2 separate regions of the Rattus norvegicus genome follow, and region 2 is linked to region 1. The links are chromatin contacts, called in public Hi-C maps. All regions are on one chromosome and are shown on one strand. Each heading gives the region's core, a stretch centred on a gene start, on an enhancer-like site or on the middle of the called end of the contact. The rest is flanking DNA. Distances are from core to core; before and after follow the strand shown. Region 1 has its middle 18 kb from the start of Lyzl1. Region 2 holds the start of Bambi (BMP and activin membrane-bound inhibitor).

Evidence for each region. A called contact is a pair of places that touch in the nucleus more often than the background predicts.
Region 2: a Hi-C map of liver shows a contact between it and region 1, with 3 times the contacts expected there. The contact joins the promoter of Bambi here to the enhancer-like site in region 1. A contact is called at or near these places in 10 of 12 Hi-C or Micro-C datasets (the A7r5 cell line, the Rat2 cell line, Schwann cells and 6 more) and 1 of 1 datasets of contacts at active chromatin or transcription factors (oligodendrocytes).

What each region holds. Positions count from the first base shown.
Region 1 is chr17:58,216,818-58,224,761 of GRCr8, forward strand. No RefSeq gene overlaps it. Among named protein-coding and RNA genes, the nearest start is that of Lyzl1, 18 kb to the right of the region's middle. Within about 2 kb of position 4,269, at least 2 of the 93 cell types and tissues checked have an H3K27ac peak or open chromatin away from gene starts, as enhancers often do. A contact at or near this core is called in hepatocytes and liver, where this site is marked.
Region 2 is chr17:58,817,176-58,825,119 of GRCr8, forward strand. Bambi (BMP and activin membrane-bound inhibitor) reads right to left here and starts at 3,828. Exons shown (of 3, transcript NM_139082.3): 1 at 3,742-3,828; 2 at 471-758; 3 at 1-38. The coding sequence starts at 3,817.

The sequences.
Region 1 (7,944 bases), core at 3,019-5,518:
AATATCTTTCCATCTGACTGGTTGAATGGAAGAATATAGGGCCTCAGGGTGTAAAGGCTGGGTTATAAGTTTATTATAAAACTGGATGAGAAATTTGTTTTGTCATTAGCTGCAACTTTACTCATTTTTTTGTGTGTGTATGAGAGAGGGAGGGAGGGTGGGGAGAGAGAGAGACAGACAGAGAGACAGAGACAGAGACAGACAAAGAGAGACAGAGACAGAGATAGATAGATAGATAGATAGATAGATAGAAATAAATATAGCCCAGGCCTCGAATTTCCTGTGTACCTGACAATGCTGTCTTTGAACTCTAAACCTCCTACTCTCACCCACAAGCACACCATGACATCCAGCTTTTTATCCAGCTTCTTAAAAAGAAGGTACAACTGTGAACCACCAAGATGATTAAGAAAAAACCAAAAGGGCGGGCTGTTCATCGAGAGAAACGCTACATGAGGAAAGCTGGCTTGAGGAGGGCCTTTGGGATGGAGTGATTGAGCATACCCAAGTTGTTTGTGAGGCAGAAGTCTAAACCTCCCACGGAGGTCCCAAAGTCCTCATGGGGTTGGGGGAAGGGGTTGAGTCTTCTTTTGTGTTGAGGGGGGAGGAAGGGATACATTTTCTGCTGATGACAACAGTAGCAAGAAATAGGTGATGTTTCATAATAAATCAAGTGGATCCCAGAGTACAGTGTGGGACTGAAGCTCTTCAGTCCTCAGAAGTCAGCCAGAACCTGGAGAGTTTGGACAGGGAGCAATACTAGGCTCTCTTGCATGTGCACAGAACACCAAGGTTCCAAAGTTAAGGGGACAGCCTGTCATGGACTGAACTCTGCAAAGCTCTGAGTCCCTGGCCTCAGGTGTACATGCAAGGAGGAAAGGCCCACAGAGGCCTCAGGTATCCTTTGGTATCATTGCTTTGGGAGCTGTGGTATGAAGTACGCCACAGATGACCACATATGGAGGAGTCCTGTTTGCCTCCTGTTGAGCAGGAAGAAAGGAAGGGGTCAGGAAGAGGCCAGTGTCCAAATATTCCTACAGAGGGCATACCCACAATGATATAACTTCCTCCCAGTGATTTAGTTTCCTCCTGGAGATGTGACTTCCTTCCAGGTTTGTAACTTCCTCCCGTTAGCCCTTTCTCCTGAAAGTCATATCACTTCCTCAAAGTGCCACAGGCTGATAACCAAGCCTCTGTGTGACCCTATAGATCAGCGGTTCTCAACCTTCCTAATGCTGCGACCACTCTTATACAGTTCCTCATGTTGTGGTGACCCCCCAAACCATAACATTATTTTTGTTCTTCATAACTGTACTTCATAATTAATTTGCTGCTCTATTGGATTTTAATGTAAATATATGACATGCAGGATATCTGATATGTGACCCTTATGACCTTTCCTCCATGGGTTGGCACACAGCCCACAGGTTCAGAACCGCAGCTCTATAGCTAACTACAGGAGCATCAAGTAAAACTTTCCTCTTTATAAAATGAATGTCTCAGATACTTTGATACTTTGTTACGATGTTAGAAAGATGAGTCGCCCAAAAGGCTGTGTTTGCTGCTTAAAGAACAGAATCTGTCTCTATCCACTCTAAAAGGCACGGTGGCCACTGCTAGTGTGTGGTGACCCTAGCATGGCTGTCTGCAGGAATAGTGACACTGCTAATTTTGTGACTTACAAGTCTAGGCGTTCTTGTGCACATTGCTGCCCGAGCATTTCTTCTTTGGAGGGTGGTTCCGTTACCTATTTCCTCACTACTAAGAGAGACGATTAAATACTTGGAAGGAAGACAGAGAAGCAGGCAGTAATCACGTTCTTTAAACGTGTTTCAGGGATAAAAGCACTTTCTTCAGCTCACTGTTCACTGCTGTCTCAAATGCCCGAATTTAGGAAAACTGTAAGCTGGAGATTTTCACACACACACACGTGTGTGTGTGTGTGTGTGTGTGTGTGTGTGTGTGTGTGTGTGAGTGCACCAGGAGGAAGTCAGAAGAGGGTACCTTATCTCTTAGAATTCAATGTTACAGATGCTCATGAAGCATCACATGAATGCTGGGAATTGACTCTGGATTCTCAGTAAAGGCAGAAAATGCTCTTAGCCAGCAGCTGTCTCTCCATTCACGGAACTGGTTTTTAATACCTGGTGATTCCACCATTTATAAATGAACCGGAGATCTCTCATATTCAAATTAAGAGTCATAATTACCATGTGTGTTAACTGTACTTGCACTTTCCCTGAGCCCATGGACCTCAGAAGTGTGGGTGTGCGTGATGCCTGCTGAGGGACTCCAGGGCAGCAGAATTGGCCACATTTCCCTCTCCTATGCCTCTGGGCAGGGAATTACCCACTGACTGACAGTAGGTGACACACCTATTTCTTTACATCCTTCTCTGCCTTGTTGACCAGGTTCATCCCTAGACTTGTGTGTGTGTGTGTGTGTGTGTGTGTGTGTGTGTGTGTTGGGGGGTGGGGGGTAACTGGAGGGAATGACTTGGGATAGAGGCTGGGATACAAGAGGAGTGCAGTTGACGTACTTCTTTGAGTGACAAGATGCAAAGAAAGTCTGTCCCCAGAAGGAAGTTTTATGAAGACCAGAACTGATCCCAAGCAGCAATATTAATTAAAAAAAAATCTGGTTTGAGGCTATCTGCCTGGATTGCCAGCTCCGGGATGGCAGGAAACCGACAGTAGAATGAGGTAGCATGATGCAGAAAAAGGGAGATGGGGTGCTGTTGGCCAGCTAGTCTGGATATCTGGGGAGTTCAAGGTTAATGAGGAATACACCGGGCCAAGGTGTTCCCTGAGGAATTACCACCATGCTATAGGCCTAGGACAAAAGGAAGTTTACTGGGGGAAGTGAAGGGGACCTGGAAAAGGGAAGAGGTAAAGACAGAAGGGACAGAAGAGGACAGAAAGACAGAGAAAAGAGAGATGATGATGTCCTCTGGGGACACATGAGGAAAAGAGAGAATACTCCTAGAGAATCTCTTCTATGGAGAGAGAGAAAATGTGGCAATGGGGGGGTCTTCTTATATGCCTGGTTCCTGGCTTGTATCTGATCTTAGGAGATGCAAGCGTTACTAGGTAGGTGTTGGGCAGAGCCTAGAGGAATATCATCTCAAAAAATAATATGAAGAGTGGTTGAAAATGACCAGCACCAACCTCTGGCCTGTACATACTTGTGTGCACTTACATGGACACATTCATATAGACACACACACACACACACACACACACACACACACACACTTACATACACACATACTCACATACACATTCAAATACACACATACACTCTCTCACACACACACTCACACACACTACATACACAGTCACACACACACACATACACACACACTTACATACACACATACTCACATACACACTCACACATACACATTCAAATACACACACATACACTCTCTCACACACACACACACACTCACACACACTACAAACACACACACTCACACACACATACACATACACACATATACACACACTTACATACACACATACTCACATACACACACTCACACATACACATTCAAATACACACATACACTCTCTCTCACACACACACTACAAACACACACACTCACACACACACATACACATACACACACATACACACACACTTACATACACACATACTCACACACACTCACACATACACATTCAAATACACACACATACACTCTCTCTCACACACACACACTCACACACACTCACACACTCACACACACACTCACACACACACTACATACATACACTCACACACACATACACACTCACACTCACATAACACACATTCACACACACTCACACACACTCACACACACTACATACACACACTCACACTCACATACACACACTCACACTCACATACACACACATTCACACTCACATAACACATATTCACACACACACACACACACACACACACACACACACACACACACACACACAGTGAATTGACTGGAGAACTGAGGAAAATTTTACACCTCAGAGTCCTACTCCCTAGGAAGCCTAATTTCCCAATGAACTAGGCTGGTTAGTTGTCAGCATCTTTGCGGAGTGTCCCAGGAACTGTCAGGAGGAAAGCTGGCCAACTACAGCTCTAACACTGCCCCAAATAGCCCAAGGGACTTTGTGTCTTGGCTCTTCTCCTATTCCCTTCAAATGTGGGTAAACTGGGTGGTATCCCCAGGGGAGAGGGCTGTGAAGCACCCTGATAGTCTTTCAGCCACCTAGAGGAGCTCCAAGTCTGCAGGAAAATCCTATCACCCAACACTCTCACCACCTCCTCTCCAGCTCAGCACAGGGCTGTACTGTGAGAGCATTCTTCCTCACTTCATTTTACCCTCCCCCTCCCCACTTTTAAGTTTTAAGCTTCTGGCAGCCACTGAAATGTCTCTGGGGCAAAAACTAGTTTTGAGTTGAAAATGGCAATTGTTAGCAATCTCCCCGAATCTCCCTTTTTTCAAGGGTTTGTTTGGTGCCCACCGGCGGCAGGCCTTGCTTCAGGGAACTGATGTGCACAGCACCTTGTTCTCTGACCTTAATTCAGGCACCTCTCCTTGCCTGCCTCCATTCCCCTCCTCTCCACACCCCAGCTCCTGCAAATTAATGTGCTGGTGCTGAGGGGTGACAGTGGTATGAAGCTGTGCCTCTTTCTCAGCCATCCCAGCCTGGCAATTTCAAAGCAGCTACTTATCTTTATTCCATATGTGGCTTCCCCAAGAGGTCAAAAGTGCAGCCTGGGAGCTCAGGATTGGAGCCCAGCCCTGTACTGGCAGGAAAGAAGCCCCATACCCCTCTGATGTTTTCACTCCACATTCTCCGTCCCTAGCCCAGTCTTCCCCTGCAAAGATAAGGCTCTCTTCTAGCCCACCCCACCCCCAGGCCCTGCTTTCCTTCCCTTTTATTCCAGACTGAGGCAACCCGTTGTGAAGGGGGGCATGGGGTTTTTTTTTTTTTGCACAAATATTTAATCTTTTCCAATCTGCCCTTTTGCACAGCCTGTCAGCTCCAAACTGCTCTGTTTGCTTTAGCCCGTAACAGGATACTGTTTTGAAAGGCAAGGCAGAAGTCAGATTACTTCTGAATCTGACCTTTATTTTTGCATGAATGCTTTTCAAGGTAACTATAGATTTAGATTTTTCTTCCCTACTAACGATTGCTCTGCCGGTGTCGACGTGGTAGCAAGCGGCAGGAAAATCTAGACGCAGAGTTGGTTTTATTTATTTGTTTATTCTCCATAGCTTGGAAATTGCAGTTACAGAGAGGTCTTTAAATAAAGCCAGCCACAGTTTCATATGGTTCTCTTTCTGTCAGGATTTACTCCTTTTACTCCGAAGCGAGTCAGTCATTCCTTATCTCATGAAGAATATGGTTGTACCTGAGAAGTGTTTGCAAAGCCTATGAGAGATGCCCCCTGCTAGAACACACTGGAGAAGGGAAAGCCAGTTGGTTGGGACGCAGCAATAGCCATGATTCAGGTCTGTGTTGTACCATGTGCTTCAGCTAATGTGCGGTCCCCCCATTTTTCATACTCTGTATGTCACTCAGCACTCCCACAGGACAAGAAAGGTGCAGGCACGTGGTACCTTGTCTGCACACAGCTAGTAATGCAGCTGGCTTGGGCACGTTCTACAGAGTTCTTTGCCCTGTTTGGTACTGGCTTTAATCTATGACCAGAGACAGTGAAACTGTAATTTTTTTCCCCCATTATGGCACCAACTAATGACAAACAACAGATTCTAATTGAGACTGTGATCAACATTATCCTTCTAACCTTCTTCACACTCACCCCAAAGAAGCTCTTGATACTCTCTAAAGCCATGGGATGACAGAGACTGTAAAATACATTGAAGACTTTGGATGAAGTTTGGAGCAGAGTAAACAATGAGGAAAACGGATATTTTGCAGGATTTGGCCTAGAGTCCAAGGTCTGAAAATGCTGTTCGTTAATTCAAAGTTACAACGGCAGAGGAAAGAACAAATGAACGATGGGGAATTGTGGGGAGTCTGGGGCTCTTCCAAGTGACTATTTTGGAAGACATTTCTGTGGCAGGACTCTTGTGGTATAGTAAGCAGAAAGGAGAAGACTACAACATAAAATATGTGGGGTAGATAAAGTAGGAGGAAAACCAACAAAATATTAATTGTAGCTATTAAACGATGAGACTTCACCTTGTAGTTTGGGAAGGTATTTTTCTTCACGATCCACGACAAATATAGATTTCCATCATAATCAGAGACTAACTTGTAAGGTGGGGAAGAGATGAAACAATGCCACAGCCTGGTATACGGTGTGTCAGCAGTGGGGAGCCTGACGGTCAGAAGAAAGCCTTCCGTAACGGGCTAATGAAAGAATTCTTTCTCTAGCCCCCAGTGGACGTTAGCTTGTGAGTCAGCCAGAGTCCTGCCAGTGGGACAAAATACTTGGGACAAAGGAGGAAGACATTTGGTTCAAGATTTCTGAGTCATGAGCCATAATCTCTGCTGTGAGCTGGAGCTTTGTGGTAGAGAGATGGGTCAAGAAGGAGAAAGAGAGGAAGGGGTAGGGCATCAATGTCCATTTGAAGGCACACCCCCCAGTAGTGTGCTTTCTCTATAAAGGCTCTACTTTCCAAACTTTTCAAAAAAATTTCTTCAGTGTATATGTGTGCACACAGGCAATGAATGTTCAGGCAGATGTGGCTATGCACTTATACATGTACCAGAAGACATCAGGTGTCTTACCACTTGCTCCTTTATTTCCTTGGGACAAGGTCTCTCATTGAACCCAGAGCTAAGCTGATGGCCAGCAAGCTCTAATTAGCTGCAGCAAAGGAGCAAAGTTTTCCAACCTAGGCAAGAACCAGTGTCAATCATCTCTGGAGGGGAAATGGCATGCTAGATGCATGAAATATCAAGGAAGATGACAGAGGGGTCCAGAAAGTGTTAGGGGCACCAGAGAGCAAGCTGAGATGCAAAGGGCACAGATGTTGGGGGAGGGAGTTCTCAAGAACTAGTCTCCAAGGGAAAAAGAAGTGTGCTCATAATGTACAAAGTGGTTGGTCCTGAGGAAAATGAGAAGTCTACTTCTGAATGTCTTGAAAACCACATGCTTGGATAGAAAGAGGGTTGCTGCTTCAAGACTCTTTTGCCAAATAAAGATAAGCTAAGAAAAGAAGTAATCACTTCCTCTTGCATTTCCAAATCATGGAAAATTAGATTTTCATCCTAAATTAGGATTTGTAGAAATACTGAATAAATAAAACATTCAGGGAGGGAAATAGTAAGATTGCATGCTTAGAAATTCTGAGGTTTTGAGAGACAGACACAGAGACAGGTGGAGGGGAGGGAGGGAGGAAGGAAGGGGGAGAGAGAGAGAAAGAGAGAGAGAGAGAGAGAGAGAGAGAGAGAGAGAGAGAGCCAGATCACATTGTAGTGCCAACAATCTTCCCATTATCTTGAACTTTGGAGATGTTTTTTCCTTTTCCCTAGATATTGGGATGACAGCTCATGCCAGGTCTGTGCCAAGCTTATCCATTAACTTGGTGCCACTGGTTTTAATGAAGTAGGAGCCCCACTAAGAATAAGGCCTATAGAACAGCTGGATGACTTGGCCATGACAGTGAAAAAACACATATCTATGAATTTAGAGGACCTTAGGGGATTCTCCTTTCTTTCAGTTTTTCTTAAGTCATCTGATATAATTATTTTTCAATCGTTAAATGGTTTTCAAAAGCATTTTCTTCCGTGGCTTATGATGCTTGTTAAATTATGACAATACTGGTGTGTCTTCTTTGACAAATAGCTCTCATGATTGTTCAAAGATTGGGGGTCCCTCTTAAGCTAGAGGGTATGAAGTAAGCCATGGTCAAAGTTGGGCAATGGCCACAAAGGAACACTGAAGGGTTTGGAAGGGTTGGGACAGTGTTCATCAGCT
Region 2 (7,944 bases), core at 2,578-5,077, 600 kb after region 1:
GTTTCTGCTGCTGTCATGCTGGTATCTGTTTCCTTGTCCTAAAGGAGTACAAAGGAAATGGTCAAACCAACTGGCTGATGGCCTCCTAGAAGCAAGCACGAACACACAGCCATTTTCCATAAGAAAGCTCATTTAAAGGACAACTTACCAGCCATTTTGAAGAAACTGCATGTTACAAAAGTACCCAAAGATGCTTACAAATGCCTTTGTTTACAGGCTGTCATTACTTGGATGTAATGGTCTTTTAATGTCCTCAAAATGTTCAAATAACAGGCAAAGCCTATTACGCAGAGCCATCTAATGCTCAGGCAGCATAAAAGCCACTCAGAGACAGTCTCTGCATCCAGCCATGCTCTCCCTCTGGTGTCTCTAATTACATTAACAACAAAATCAATAGCAGACATACGAAGTCACTGCTGTCAGAGGCCTATAGATCGGGCAGGCTTTGGGTCAGGACAGCTTGGACCTACCTGAGGCTTCACTCTTGGGAGGAGAGAGGACATCATGCAGTCCTCGGTAATTGCACATGTCTTCATGACAGCATTCCAAAGTGGGCATGGTGGGACCAGAGTGGTTTTGGGCCTGTTTGGCTCGGCAGATGTCTGCTGTGCTTGCGAGTGAGTCCAGGCAGCCGTGGGTTAGTGGGGAATTGGTGTTCTGAGGATCAAGGAGTCTGGAGAAGCAGGCACTAAGCTCGGACTTACACATGTAACCAGTTGCCACACAGTGAGCGGCATCACAGTAGCATCTGATCTCGCCTGAAAACAAAGAAATGACATAAGCATCAGGTGAACCCCAAACTCGGAGACACTTACTGTAGATTACTCAAGACGACTGTTTCCAACAGCAGCCCACGGGGACGGAAGTGCTCCAAAAGCAAACAGTGCCTCAACTTTCAGCGAGATAACGTTAGGAATATATTGTAACTCAACAACAGATTTGTGACAAGTTAGAGAAATGAACTTATATTGTAGTTTGAAGGGAAGCTGTTTCTCACTACGTTGCCTTTTGTTATAAGGTAAACAACACGTTATTTATTCGTTTTATGCTACACAACCACGCAAGATAGAAATGTCAGGCTTTGGGGTTTTGTCTATATAAATATTTGATCGGAACTACTGAATGGTTTGGCATCCCCAAGGACTGAGCCAAGCTGTAAGAACCTGAGCTGACACCTTATAAAGTTATTAACTAGACACAACAATCTAGAAACTGCACAGCTCAGGGGGGTTCAAACCATGAAACTGGCAGCTATCTGAGATCTCTCTAGAAAAGGCAAACTTTGCCTATAAAGGTCCTTTCATGCAGAGGAGCTTTTCGTCCGAACATTGTAAAACAGGAACTAGGCAGTTTACAATTAGTGGTTTGCTTGCCAAAGTCAATTTCTTTCAGCCCAAATGGAAAGTCATAAAAGTGGGGGATGTAAAACTGCAAGGCTAACTTCTCCTCTTCTTCCTCCCTTCCCCCTCCCCCTCCCCCTCCTCAGCTTTACATGTAATTTAACATGTGACCTAAAAAGGGAAACTCAAAACTGAAAATCCCCTGCTGGTTGAAGGAAAAATCCTTAAGGAAACCTCAAATTTTTCTCCAGGAAGTGATTAAAGTTTCTTTTATAAAACTTACTCTGTGAGTTGCAAGGCTCTTTTAACATCTTTTTAACAGTGCAAGATTCCAGGCTTGGCCATGGTCCTGAGAATTATCTATCACAAGAAACTGAGATGTCCAAAGGGGTGAACGCCCATCACTGTTGGCTGCCACAGCACACTACTGTAAACCAGACTCCTGCATACATCTCCTGTTGCAGGTCCCAAGCAGATCAGTCTACTTACTGAAGCCGCCACTCTGACACTCAACACAGAGAGCCTTGGCTTTTCCAAACCTCCCAACTCCACTCCTTTTCCTCCTCCTTTCTGTGAATGTCTGAGTAAGGTGTCTCATTTAATTATCTGTCCAAATTCCAGGACACCACATGGTGTGCTCGGTTTCATCCAGGCCGCTCACACTTCAGTCGGAAGAAAAGCCAGCCAGCTCAAACCTTGCTATACCGGTTACCGGTCCAGGTCCCTTCTGCTTCCTCTGCTACAGAGGAAGGTCTACAGCAATTCCTTTCTGTTTTCTCCCCCTTCCCAGTTCATGTATTCTTTGCATAAAAGTTCACCAGTCTTAGGTGATAATGACTACATATCCCTGGCCTGACAAATTCTAAACAGATTTGAAGTAGAAATAAAACAGATTAAAAAGTCTGCTTTGAGCCTATTAGCCTCGAATTTCGTACAGAAAGGGAAAACTAACAAAAGTAAAACGCTGCTGCTTCAGTGTTTATGAGCGCCTATTTAAAATACTACATTTCCAATGACCTAAAGCAGTCTTAATAAAAATTTGACAGGTAACCGAGAAAGTTCTAAGACTTTAAAGAAAAATTGGAGCCACATTTCAACAAGGAGAATGGACTTTTGTATTACTGTATTAAAACTATATTTCTGTCATTTCATAAGGTTTCTTCCTGTGGCATGCAAAGGCCAAAAGGGGACTGGTATTTTAAAACAGTGAACAATGCTCTTCTGTTTGCCCCTTTCTAGTTACTGTATGTGGTGATTAAACAAAAATGTCTGCTCCAGTCAAGATGGCTACAGCAGAGGCTGCTGGCTTCTTTTAAATAAAGCTTTTGAAGTCCGCAGCAGTCAGAAATCTCTGATCCCCTAATTATATCATTATCAGGCACATAGTTTCGGTATCTGTGACTTCATGCAGCCCCAGTGCCTCCCTGTTCTGCCTGCCTTTGATAGGGCCAGGAGGCTCCCCTCTGCAGGCTGCAAGGGCTGTTATTTAGGGCTAATTACACCCTTCCTTCCAAAATAAATAAATACTGTAGCACCTCATCTTTGCTGGGCTGGCTTATCCTTTAACCTCAGGCTTGCTACACGGCAATTAGAGAAAAGTGTGTTTGGGGGTGAGGGTCAGAGACTAAATAATGCTTCCTTTTTTTTTTTTTTTAAATGGGTTTGTAGAACAGGAGGCAGAATGAAGGGAAAGAACTAGTCGGGGGTGAGGGGAGAAATTGGAAGTTAAGAAAATTCCCGTTAAAAGGTGAGCGCCGCTGAGGGGGAGAAACTTTTTTTCTCCTTTTTTTTCCAGCAGCGTCTGTAAAAATATGGAGCGGGAAAGGGGATGGATGACAGCGCCTATTCTTCCCAACCCCTCTAAAGCAAGAGGACACCCTTCAACAGGCACCTCAGACTCCCACATTCCCAAAGAAGTCTCACTCATTGGTCGGTTGACACGCATTCTCCAAGACATTCAGACACGCGAAGAAACTCGCGGCACTAGCACTCAGAAACGGACACAAGGCAGAAATTCAGAAGCACGAAAGTCAAGAACACCGACAAGCCTCAGCTCAAAAACAGACACCCGCAAACTTAAGGACACAGTAGACACACACGCAGACATCCAAAACACAAGGAGAAACTTAGTGGCAACCAACAGAGATGCCTGCCCAGCCCAGTTGGGATCTGCGTTTTCTCAGGACCGGGAGTCCCGTCGGGGTATGTGAGCCCAACGGAGTCTGGTCATCTCCCGACCCTGAGTTTAGGAGTTCGCCATTGGCCAACCGCCCCAAGGTCTGGATGTCCCGGGCCGTGGAATCGACCACCGCAAAGGCGGGAACCTTACCGCCGCTCACCAAGCCCGACGGCCGACACCCCCCCAACCCCAAGTCCGGGCACTCAGTTCCACGGCACTCACCTTTGGTGAGCAGCACAGCCATGGCGCAGAGCTCCAACTGCAGCCAGATGAAGATGTAGCTGGAGTGGCGATCCATTGACGCCCCGCGCCCCCGTCGCTCCGGGAGCCAGGCGCGGCTGCACTACGACTCCCGGGGCGCGCCGCGCATAAGCCCGGGCGCCGTCAGTGTCGGGGCGGGGGCCCGAGCATGGAGCAGGACTAAAACTACTGAGGACACGTTTGTGGCTCCGCGCTCTTCCGGCCGGTCGTCCCCTCGCCCCGCCACCCCGCGCACAAGCCACGAACGGCGGACCGGAGTTAGACGTATCCGCGGCGAGAAGAGGGAGCACCCAGCCGCCAGGCAGCCAGCGTCTCTGCCGTAAATAGCGCCCGGCGCCCTGAGCCGACCAAGCGCGGCCCCGCCCTATGCCCCGCCTCCACTCTCCGATTGGCTGACGCCTCTTGCCTGGCGGCCCAGCAGCAGGGGCGGGCCAGACGCCGGCCCCGGCCGACTAGCCTCCGGGCTCGCGCTGGCGCCGACGTGTAGCCCTGTGGACTCGGCCGCAGCGCTCCCCCCAGCGGACGCCTGCGCATGCAGCCTCAGAGGCGCTGCGGAGCCCAGCTTCTAGGTAGATTCTGGGTTTGCTGTGAGACCCTCACTGCTCAGTCTCCGGCTAGCGGCCTTCAGCACGTGGCTTCGCTTTTGTCCCACCTGAAACCTGCAAGGGACGCCACACTCTCAGTGGTCATGTCCCAGAGTCCCCTAGAGAGAGTAGCTATGCAGGGCTGCCTAGCCCCTGAGCTCCCCCAAGGACAGTGATCATATCCAGGCCTCCGAGACCCGGATCCCCGCCTCCCATGCTCGGGCCACCAGGACGCGGAACCTCCACGATCAGTGATCATGCCCCGGCCACAGAGCCCCAGAGGGACATTGGCCATGCTTCGGTTGCCGGACCCAGAAACCACCAGGGACAGTGGCAAGTCTGGGACACTCACACTTCCCCCCACCTCCACGGAACAATGTCCTTGGGCCCCGCCCGCCCGCCCGCCTGCCGGCCCGTGGCCGAGAAGGAGTAGGGTGCACAGAGCCAGGAAGGGGCGGCCCAGAGCTGGAGTAGGCTCTCTGCCGGCTCCCTGACTCCCCCGGGCACATCCGCCCAGAGCCGGCCGCCTTGTGATCAATAAAGCCCAGACAGACAGACTGTTGATCAGTAGGAGCCGCTGGGTTCTCCTGGGTAGACTGGGGACCGGGAGCCTGCTAGAGACACTTAACGAAAATTAGCAAATCCAAAAGCACCCGGCGCCAGCTAGACGACACTGGCCGAGACTCAATTAACCACCCCCCAAACAATCGCAGGCAAACACACCCGCTGACCTGATCAATATCAGCCCCACAGCGATCTCTTTCCTGAGATACCAAGTCATTTATTAGGGTTTGTGGGGCAGCCTGCCCTAAGGAACCTCAGATGGAGAGGGGATGCTGTTTGGTTGTCTAAGGGGGGAAATGGGCTTAAGGGTTTTATTATCAGAGGGAATGGTCTTTTACTTCCCCTCCCCCAAACAAAAGCAAACCATCTGCAAAATTCACTTTTAGGGTCAGCTAACATTTAAAACGAAGAGAGCATAAAAGTCAGGTCATTTAGAATGGGAAGGCAGATGTGAAGAGTAAAAAGCTGGGAGGCAGGGTCCTAGCTCAGAGTCAATGCCCTAGCACTTGAGGCTCTGGGTTACTTCCCAGCCCAGCAAAACAAAAACTTAGGGGGAAAAGGTCGTACAGATTGAAAATCTAAGAGGAACCTTCTGAACACCTAGCAGAGCAAACTTGTTGGAAGTCTTCAGAGACACAGAAAGTTAATGAAGCTACCTTTGAACACTTTTTGTGTAAAAAAGTAAATAATCTCATAATCTTATACTCTATTACTTTGCGAGATCAAAACTACAGTTTAAAAGGAGGGAGAGAAGTTCACACTTGTAATCCTAGCAGTTGGGAAGCTCTAAGGTGGCTTAGGCTGGAGAATTGGCAAGAGGTGGAGGCCAGCCACTGGCTCTGTACGTGGGTTCCATATCAGCTTGGGCTACAAACTGGACCCTGACTCAAACCATAAGACTGAATTTTACAAGTTTAAATAAAAGGAAAGTAAACTGTGGAGTATACCCTAAAACCACAGTTTGGAAGGTGAAGACAGGAGAATTGCAACTTTAAGGCCAACCTTTACCCTAAATCAAGACCGTGTCTACACACACACACACACACACACACACACACACACACACACACACTCAGGTAGAGCAAGTTCAGGTGATGTTTTAGGAGAAAACCAAGCAGATAAGGGCTCCCAGTAAGCAGCAGGCTTTTTTGCAGAGACTGTTGACAGCCCACAGGAAGAGTGTATCATCAGTATTCTTGAACGTTGGGGAGTTCATCCAAGAGCCCCCAGGACCATATTTTCAGATAATGACACAGTCTTTTAACCTTGGAGAGTCAATCAGCTAAAAGGCATCTTTCAGAGCATTCTCATTCAACCAATTCGGAGTGCCCACTAGTAGACCTCACTGAAACTAGAATCATAAAGATTTGGATATTAGCAATGTGTCACAAAAACGTCAGAAGGTGACATGGAATTGGGTGCATGATGTCATGATGAAGCTCAACAGGGCGAAGATGTCCAGGGATGGTCTCCTCGAAGCAGTGGTATTGCAGTTATCTCCTTTGAGTAAAGACCATTGGGAGGAAGGCCACTTCAAACACAGAGAATCACAGCAATTTAGGGCTGAGTTGAGTTAATTGTGGGGGAAGACAGGGGTGGTAAAGAAGGGATGGCAGGTAATTCTTTGTGGCTGAAACATAAAATATGGAGCAAGGGACAAACCCAAGCCTACCAAGGACTCACGCTATTTACCTTTGATGAAGACTCATACTTCATTAACTAAGAAGATAGAAGAGGGTGTTCCGGTGAACACCAGGTTGAAACACACCCTCCCTGTGTTCCCAGTTTGTCTCAGTTAATATCCCTTTTCACACTGGAAGCCGCAGCAGAAGCCAGGCCAGGAGAATGCGCTCTTGCATGGCTAGTCACATACCTCACAGTGAACTGATTAGGGTCTTGCTTTGGACAGAGATGCAGGACAAGGTCTGGAGGCCATTTCAAGGGAGCCGTGCAAACGCAAGGATGAGGGGAGAGCTGGAGTCCGTCCACCTGCACAGAAACAGCCAATGATGAAATGTGTCCCTGAGCAAAGATGTAAATCCCAGTGGGTCTCCCACAGGTACGCACATGCTAGGGGACAACTTCAGGTTAATTTCTGCCTTTCATCATGTTTGAGGTATGGTCTCCCTTGTTATTCACTGATGGTTGTTCTGTAAGCTTCTGGGAGGGCCTCCGATCTCCTGAGGAGTTGGGAGCATAGGAAGCAGAAGGAGAAAGATTTCTGGTTCTTTACTTTGATGACATGCTCACTACCACACCTGGCTTTTCTGTGGGTGTGGAACATGGGTTCTCCTTCCGTGGCAAGCACTTTTCCCACTGAAGCATCTTTACTAAGCACTAAACCTGTCTTCACTTTTTTTACATTAATCTTAACTCAGGAATCTTGTTGTTGAAACAGGGACTCATGGAGCCCAGGCTGGCCCTGATCTTCCCATGCAGTCAAGGATAACCTTGAATTCATGATCCTCTTACGTCCAATTCCTCAGTTTAGACATCATGACTTGCCAGGCTTGAAAAACTCAAGAATCTCAGTAAATTTTTCAATCTCCCTATTCTGCTTCTCACTTTTTTCCTTTTGTAAAGTATGGCAGCGCTGTATCCCGGAGGCTGGCTTGAGCTATAATCTTCTCTCCTCCCACCTTCTAAAGTGCTAGGCATGCAACACCATAGCCTGTTTTAAACAACATTTATCCCATCTTGTGATTTCTGTGATATAGAGATCAAATCCAGGGCTTTGCTCATGCAGGACAAGTGCCCTTCCACTGAGTGACATCCCCAATCCATAAAACTCTCTCTAATTTATAGTTCTTTCAACAGCAAATCAAAGAACCCCTCCGAAACACTTGTATTTATCAAATTAATGTCTTTTACTATTACATATTTGTTAATCTACATTTCGAGGTTTATATTTATATATTAGTTCAAACACAATTCAGAGCAAGAGCTTAAGATTCATTCCTCCGATTTCAACTCTTATTGCTTGGTCAAACTTCTTAAGTGGCTAAAACTTCGTTTT